Regions from separate parts of the Macaca mulatta genome. Here region 2 is linked to region 1. The links are chromatin contacts, called in public Hi-C maps. All regions are on one chromosome and are shown on one strand. The core of a region is the stretch at or near the end of the contact, and the rest is flanking DNA. Distances in the headings are between cores, read along the strand shown.

What was found. A called contact is a pair of places that touch in the nucleus more often than the background predicts.
Region 2: a Hi-C map of liver shows a contact between it and region 1, with 2.9 times the contacts expected there. The contact joins the promoter of TMEM11 here to the promoter of DHRS7B in region 1. A contact is called at or near these places in 2 of 14 Hi-C or Micro-C datasets (cortical neurons and liver).

What each region holds. Positions count from the first base shown.
Region 1 is chr16:22,018,615-22,022,064 of T2T-MMU8v2.0, reverse strand. It overlaps DHRS7B (dehydrogenase/reductase 7B), which reads right to left and starts at 1,342. Exons shown (of 7, transcript NM_001261025.1): 1 at 1,299-1,342. The coding sequence starts at 1,318.
Region 2 is chr16:22,103,584-22,106,842 of T2T-MMU8v2.0, reverse strand. TMEM11 (transmembrane protein 11) reads left to right here and starts at 1,294. Exons shown (of 2, transcript NM_001266370.1): 1 at 1,294-1,380. The coding sequence starts at 1,319.

The sequences.
Region 1 (3,450 bases), core at 93-2,592:
CTTTGTCACCCAGACTTGAATACAATGGCGTGATCTCGGCTCACTGCAGCCTCAGTCTCCCAGGTTCAAGCAATCCACTTGCCTCGGTCCCAACAAGTAGCTGGGACTACAGGCGTGTGCCACCATGCCTGGCTAATAGCTCTATGCCTTTGGATAAATTTCTCAACATCTCTAAGCCCATCTCTCCCTCCATAAATGAAGATTATAGTTCCTATTATTAGGGTTATTACGGGATTGAGTAATTCAGTAAAGGGATTAGTACAATGCCTGGAACATAGCAAACACTCAAAAAATATCAACTATTATTAAGGAATGGAGAAAAGGGGACATGTACATGGTAGGGAAGGCATATTCCACACCCTTGATAAAGGCACAAACATAGCTTCCATTACGCAAACACACCGTTGCAATCGGCAACAGTGTAAGCAAGTATTCTCCTTACTAAATGTATGAGTGTATGAAACCCAAACGTTATTTCAAAAGTAACTTCACGATTCTCAAATCATTACACAAACGTTTAGAAACTGAAAAAAGAGCATTAGGTGGCTACCATTTGTTGAATACCTACTATGTGCCAGACACCAGCTGAGCACCTTGCAAGTGCAGTCTCATTTACGCTTCACAACAACCTTATGAGTGGGTTTGTTATTCCCAAAGTTACAGCTGAAGAAACAGACACTCCGAGTTTAAAACATTTGCCCAAAGCCGCACAGCCAGGAAGCCCCAGAGTAAGTATTGGAAGAGCAAGACATCTCAAACAGCCATTCCCGTGGACGCTCGAGTCAGCACCCTCCTTCTGCCTTCTGAAAAACAGGAATTCCTTTGGCTAATCCTAACTCGCCGTCACTGGCTAAGGTGCCACCGTCCCCCATCGCTCAACCCTCGGTCTTGCCGCAGGCACACGCTGCGGGGGCTCCCCTACGTCGCGCAGAAATGCGGGAATAAACAGGCTCGAGCCAAGAGCCCTCTGGGAGCAGAGGCCTTTCACACACAGCGCCCAGCGCGACACCCATTTCCAGCCGCGGAAACCGGACTCAAGAGACCTCGGCGACAGGCGGGGTTCCCAGCAAAGCACTCGCCGGAACCAAAGCCCTGGTCCCAGCGACTGGGCTGTCTTCCTTCAGAGTTCCGCGTTGCGGGGATCCGAAAGCCGCCCGGGATTCCGCGCGCTCCCCCAGGGCCCGCGGCCTTCGCTCTACCACTACACCGCTTCCCCTCACCCAGGCCGGGGAGTCGCCTCAGCTCAAGGCCAGACCCTATTCCCTGATCTCGGAGGTTCCTTCTTCCCCAGCCCCTACCTGGTTGCCGGAGAGACCATAGTCAATCCATCCTCCCGCCTCGGAAGTGACGTGTACGCAGCCGGCGAGGCTCCGTCCAATCACAGCGTTGAGGCTGCGCATGCGCGTTGGGCGGGCGTCCCTCAAGGTGTACGTAGGACCCGCTAAACCAGAGATCTGAACAGGGTCCACCTGCATAACTACAGTGCCTTCATCTTCCGGAGGGAAATTCCGAAGGTCGTGGCTGGTGTTCCGTGGACTTTCGGCGAAGAACATAGTTGGAGAATTCACGATACAGTTATCAAGATGATTATAATGCCACAGTAATCAGAACAGTGTGATAACTGGTACAAAGGTAAAAACAATGAATGAAAAAGAGAGAGGCCAGAAACAGACCCGCAGCTATGTCGTCACTTTTTCCTCCTACAAGTAGCCACGGTAATGCAATAAGGAAAGTTTTGTTCAATATATAGTGCTACGTCAATTGAATGTCGATTGGGGGAAAATGAACCTTGACTCCTATCTCAAGTAAAATAATTCTAGATGGATGGTAGACCTGAATGTGAACAGCACAGCTCTAGACAATAAAATCGCAGAATATCATAACCATGAGAGAGGAAAATAACGTTTTAGCAGAACACAAAAAGTGCCAGTCCTAAAGGAAAAGGCTGATAAATTGGGCGTCAGTAACTATAAGATACCGAAAAGACCCCATTGAGAAAAGGGAAAGACAATAGAACAGACAAGATATTTGAAATACATATATCTGAAAATGAATTTTATTCAGAATATATACGTACTTCTTGCAAATAAATTTTTTGAAGGACCTGAAGTGATTTAAAAAAAAAAAAAAGCATGAAAAGAGGATATTGAGAGTAAAGGGCAGAGGAAGGAAGGGGCAGGGCAGAGGAAGGAAGGGGTGGGGGGACTCTCATCATTCAAAATTCATAAGATGGCAAATATGTGTAAGGTGGAAAATCTCCCTCTCTGTTCTCCAGGAACCCACTTCACCTCCCCCTAGGTAACAATGCTATTAGCTATGTGTGTCCTTTCAGAGCCAGTTTATTGATAACCAAGCAATTATATATATATTCAACACCCCCTTGTTACACAAGCAATGGCATTCTGAAACACCCTTCTGTTCTTGCTTTTATTCACTTTAACGAATTAATATATCATGGAAATTCTTACAGATATCCACAAACTCTGAAAGTGGGAAATTTTATTTTTAACTAAATATTTATTTTTGGTGTTTTCACACAAGTTTTTATACCCTCCTGGTCCCTCTCCAATGTTCTAGAAACTCTAGATTCCTGCTTGCCTATTCACAAAGTTTGAATATCCTTTAACAAACCCAATATGAACCTGTGAGGCAGGAAAGTAGGGTCTGGAGGCAGGGAACCTAAGGCCAATTCACACTGACTTCCTAGAACTAAATCAAAAGGAAAACCGGAACTTTCCATGCCCAAGTAACAAAAGGACCAGAAGCTACTCCCTTTGCAACCTGCCCTACTTTTCTGCCTGGCAGATGAAAAACTGAAGGTACCTCTGATTGGTCCCCTCTTGCAACCAATCAGGCTGATCACAGGCCACTACCCCTCTTTTACATAGGGTGTACACCAAGTAAGCAACGGGAAACCTCTAGAGGATATTTAAATGGCAGAAAATTCTGTAACTGGGCTCTTGAGCCACATGCTAGGCAGGCTCCCACGCTCTGGAGTGTGCTTTTGTTGCATCATTCTTTCCTTGCTTTGTTTGTGAGTTTTGTCCAATTCTTTGTTCAAAACGCCAAGAACCTGGACACCCTCCACTGGGTAACGCCTGACTAAGTCAGTTTCCTGGGGTTCATTTCCTAGGCCTGCTACCCTCTTAGCCAACCCACTCTTCAGTCCTGCATGGAATTTGTTTTAGAAGCAACTCAACACATTTCAATGTTTTGGTAACCAATTTGAACTGCATCTCCCAAATGCAAGTGTAAGAACTCTAACTTCACAGCCAGGATATTATACAAATAGATTCCAGTAGGCCGGGTGCAGTGGCTCACACCTGTAATCCAGCACTTTGGGAGGCTGAGGCAGGCGGATCACCTGAGGTCGGGAGTTTGAGATCAGCCTGACCAACATGGGGAAACCCCATCTACTAAAAATTTTAAAAAATCAGCCAGGCATGGTGT
Region 2 (3,259 bases), core at 45-2,544, 85 kb before region 1:
GTCTGAGGCAGCAGCACCTGGGAATCTCTGGGTTCCAGTTAGTCCTTCCTGACTGACTCGTTACAGCAGTGTCCAGACAAGGAGATGTCAGGTCCTGGGGCAGGGTTCCCGTCAGGTGGGATGGTTTAGCCCCGCATCTGCTTTCAAAGATCCCGAGATTGGCCGGGCGCGGTGGCTCAAGCCTGTAATCCCAGCACTTTGGGAGGCCGAGACGGGCGGATCACGAGGTCAGGAGATCGAGACCATCCTGGCTAACACGGTGAAACCCCGTCTCTACTAAAAATACAAGAAAATTAGCCGGGCGAGGTGGCGGGCGCCTGTAGTCCCAGCTACTCGGGAGGCTGAGGCAGGAGAATGGCGTGAACCCGGGGGGGCGGAGCTTGCAGTGAGCCGAGATCGGGCCACTGCACTCCAGCCTGGGGCACAGAGCAAGACTCCGTCTCAAAAAAAAAAAAAAAAAAAAAAAAAAGATCCCGAGATTATGCCGTCGCAGCGGACAGGACAAGAGTGGGTGCGTGGCAGGGACTGAGTCTGAGGCCTGGAGGCCCTGTCTGAAACAGGGCTGTCGCTGTCGCAGGGCCCTCTCTCCTTCAAGCAGTTATCATACAGCTATTCCCCTTCCTTGCGTTCAGACCCTCTCCTCTAACAGCCTGCACCTGCAAGCAGGGACCTCCGTGGCAGCCGGGACAGCGTGTCTGTCTCGGCCTCCCCAAAGTACCCCGGAGTCTGAATTGGGCGGGGGATGGTGCGGGAGCAGCGCCTGACTCCGAGGAGGACCCGGGCGGCGTCTCCCGCCCCTCGGTGACCTTATGGGCCAAGGCTGTGAAGAGCAGGCGGGGCGACGCGGAGGGGCCGGGCGCTAGAGGCCCGCAAACAGCGCGGCGGTCCCCGGCAGGAGACGCGGCCTGGCGGGCCGGGACGGCGGCGCCGGGCGCCTACGCGCGGTGCTCTGGGAGTTGTAGGCACTTTCCTCTTCTCTCTCCTTCAGCTGGCTGGCTCTCGAAACCCAAGGACCTACCGGTGGGTGGGCGCCTGTGACTCCCAGGCTGCGAACGCCGGGAACTCAGTTTCTTCAAAAATGTCTGAACCCAGGACTGCTCCTGGGGGTCCTCGCGCCCTCGCAGAAGGACTACGGGCCCCGGCGACCCCGGGGGCGGGGCTTCTGGCGCGCTGCCTTGTGGGCGCGGTAGTTCCGCCAGGCCCGGCTTCCGCCTGCCGAGCGTCCCGGGACAGCGGGCCGGACTACACTTCCCGTCGGCCCGCCTGCTCTCCCGATGCCGCCTTGGCGCGAGACGTTGGCAAGCGGAGTGTCTCCAAGATGGCCGCTTGGGGAAGGAGGCGTCTTGGCCCGGGCAGCAGTGGCGGCAGCGCCCGAGAGAGGTGAGATCCAAGGGCTTGTTGCCCACGGTGCAGGCGGCTCAGGGGCCGGAGAGCCCAGCGCGGCCTCCGGGGGCTGCAGCAGCCTTCCTGCCCTGGTATCCCCGGGCTCCCCCGACCCCCGCCTGGCATACGGGGTTCCAGTTCCGGAGGATCCGGGATCCGGGTAGGAGCGAGGTCGAAGGCTTCGGCGGAGAGCTTAGGGGAAGGGGCGTTAGCCGGGCTGGGTAAGGTGGGCAGCGGTCATGCGGGGTGGGGCTCGAGGCCGGGCCGTGCGGAGAGGAACTGGCGCCCAGCGCAGGCCTCAGGGACCCGCCTAGCCGCGGGCTGATCGGCACCCTTCCCGCTTGGCCGCGCGCGTGGCCATCTCGCCCGCGGCCCCCGACGTGGCGAGGAAGGCAGGGCCCCTGGAGAGAGAAAGAAGGTGAAGCCTTCACAGAGCAGGCCGGCTGCGGCAGGGGTAGTTTGATCTGCACGTTTACCAGGGAGCTTTAGCTCCCACCACATGTGTCTCTTCCGGGCCCGGAGCCGTCCACTTCCTCGAGGGGCGATTCTGGAGACTTTTGGATGGTTCTGTGCAAGCGCTCCTGCCGTGGAAGTCAATTAAAGTGACCTTTCCTAATGAATGGTGTGTGGGTAGGGAGCTAGGAGCGTGTTTCTTCCAACAGAGACCTCCATTTGAGTAACTGATTTCTAGAAGATGAGATTGGAGTAGTTTCCGTGTTACATGTTCAAGTTGCAGTTTTTGCTTCTGGGAAGCAGTTTCAGCTAGTGGAAGCCACTAGAAGCTGTTCAGCCGCTAGAAGTTTTGGGAGAGGATGTATATTGGTGGAGCCACCTGGATGAACTATCCGCTAAAGCTTGATTGTTAACAGCAGCGGTCAGCAAAAAAGGAAAGTTTTGGTTTTGCTGTTGTTGTTTTTTTCCCCGTCTCTTTGGTGAAGATTGTCTAACCAGAAAATTTCTCTGCCTGTCAACTACTCTGCATTATTCCTTTTCTATGACTGATTCCATCCCGTGTTCATTGCTATTGCTTGCAGATGGCTTTCCCAGCTGGGAAGATTCTTCCTGTTTGGCAGTTGTGATAGAGTCCGTTAGCTTGCTTGCACTTTATTCTTGAGCCCAGTTAGCCAACGTCGCCCATTCTGCATTTCCTCTTCCTTGGAAAAGCAGTGGTAAACACACTTTTGTTTTTTTAACTCCCGCCTGGTATTTCTTAGATTGGACCATTTAAATAAGTTACCTCAGTGGTTTTCAGATGCCCTTAAAAACTAGCAAACATTTTCAAGATATTCAATGCAAACAGTAATAGGAAATAACCTGTTTAGAAAACAAAGTTTTAGAAACGTTCGCCCTCTTGTTGGACTAAAAGCAACTGAAGAGAGCCTTATAGGGATGCCTCAGGCAGGGAACAGGAGCCTTGCCAGCACAGGTTAAGCTTTTATTGATCTAAGAAAATAGATCCTGAGAATTGTTTTTGCTTTGGCTTGAGACAAGTATTTATTCAAAATGGAGTTGGCAAATCAGCAGTGCATCAGCTGGAGCCAGTGCTTGACTGTTGAACCTCAACAGTTTTTAAGAGAATTTAAATTAGTTGCCAACAGATTTCACATAAAACGCTCCCTGAAAAGCTGGGTAGTGGCTGACTCTTTTTGGTTAGGACAGTGCTCTCCAGTTCTTGGTTCCTCACCTGACAGCTTGACTCAATCACCTGACAGCTTGACTCAATGCATTTACCTGCTTGGTCTCAGGTTGCACCTTTGGCCTGGAACTGAAGGCTCCACTCATACACGCAGATGTTGTGTGTCAGCAGGAATGTGGCATTTGGTTTTGTGGTTTGGATGTCACCATCAACTCTCCTAGATAATGTGGTGTGGGTGGA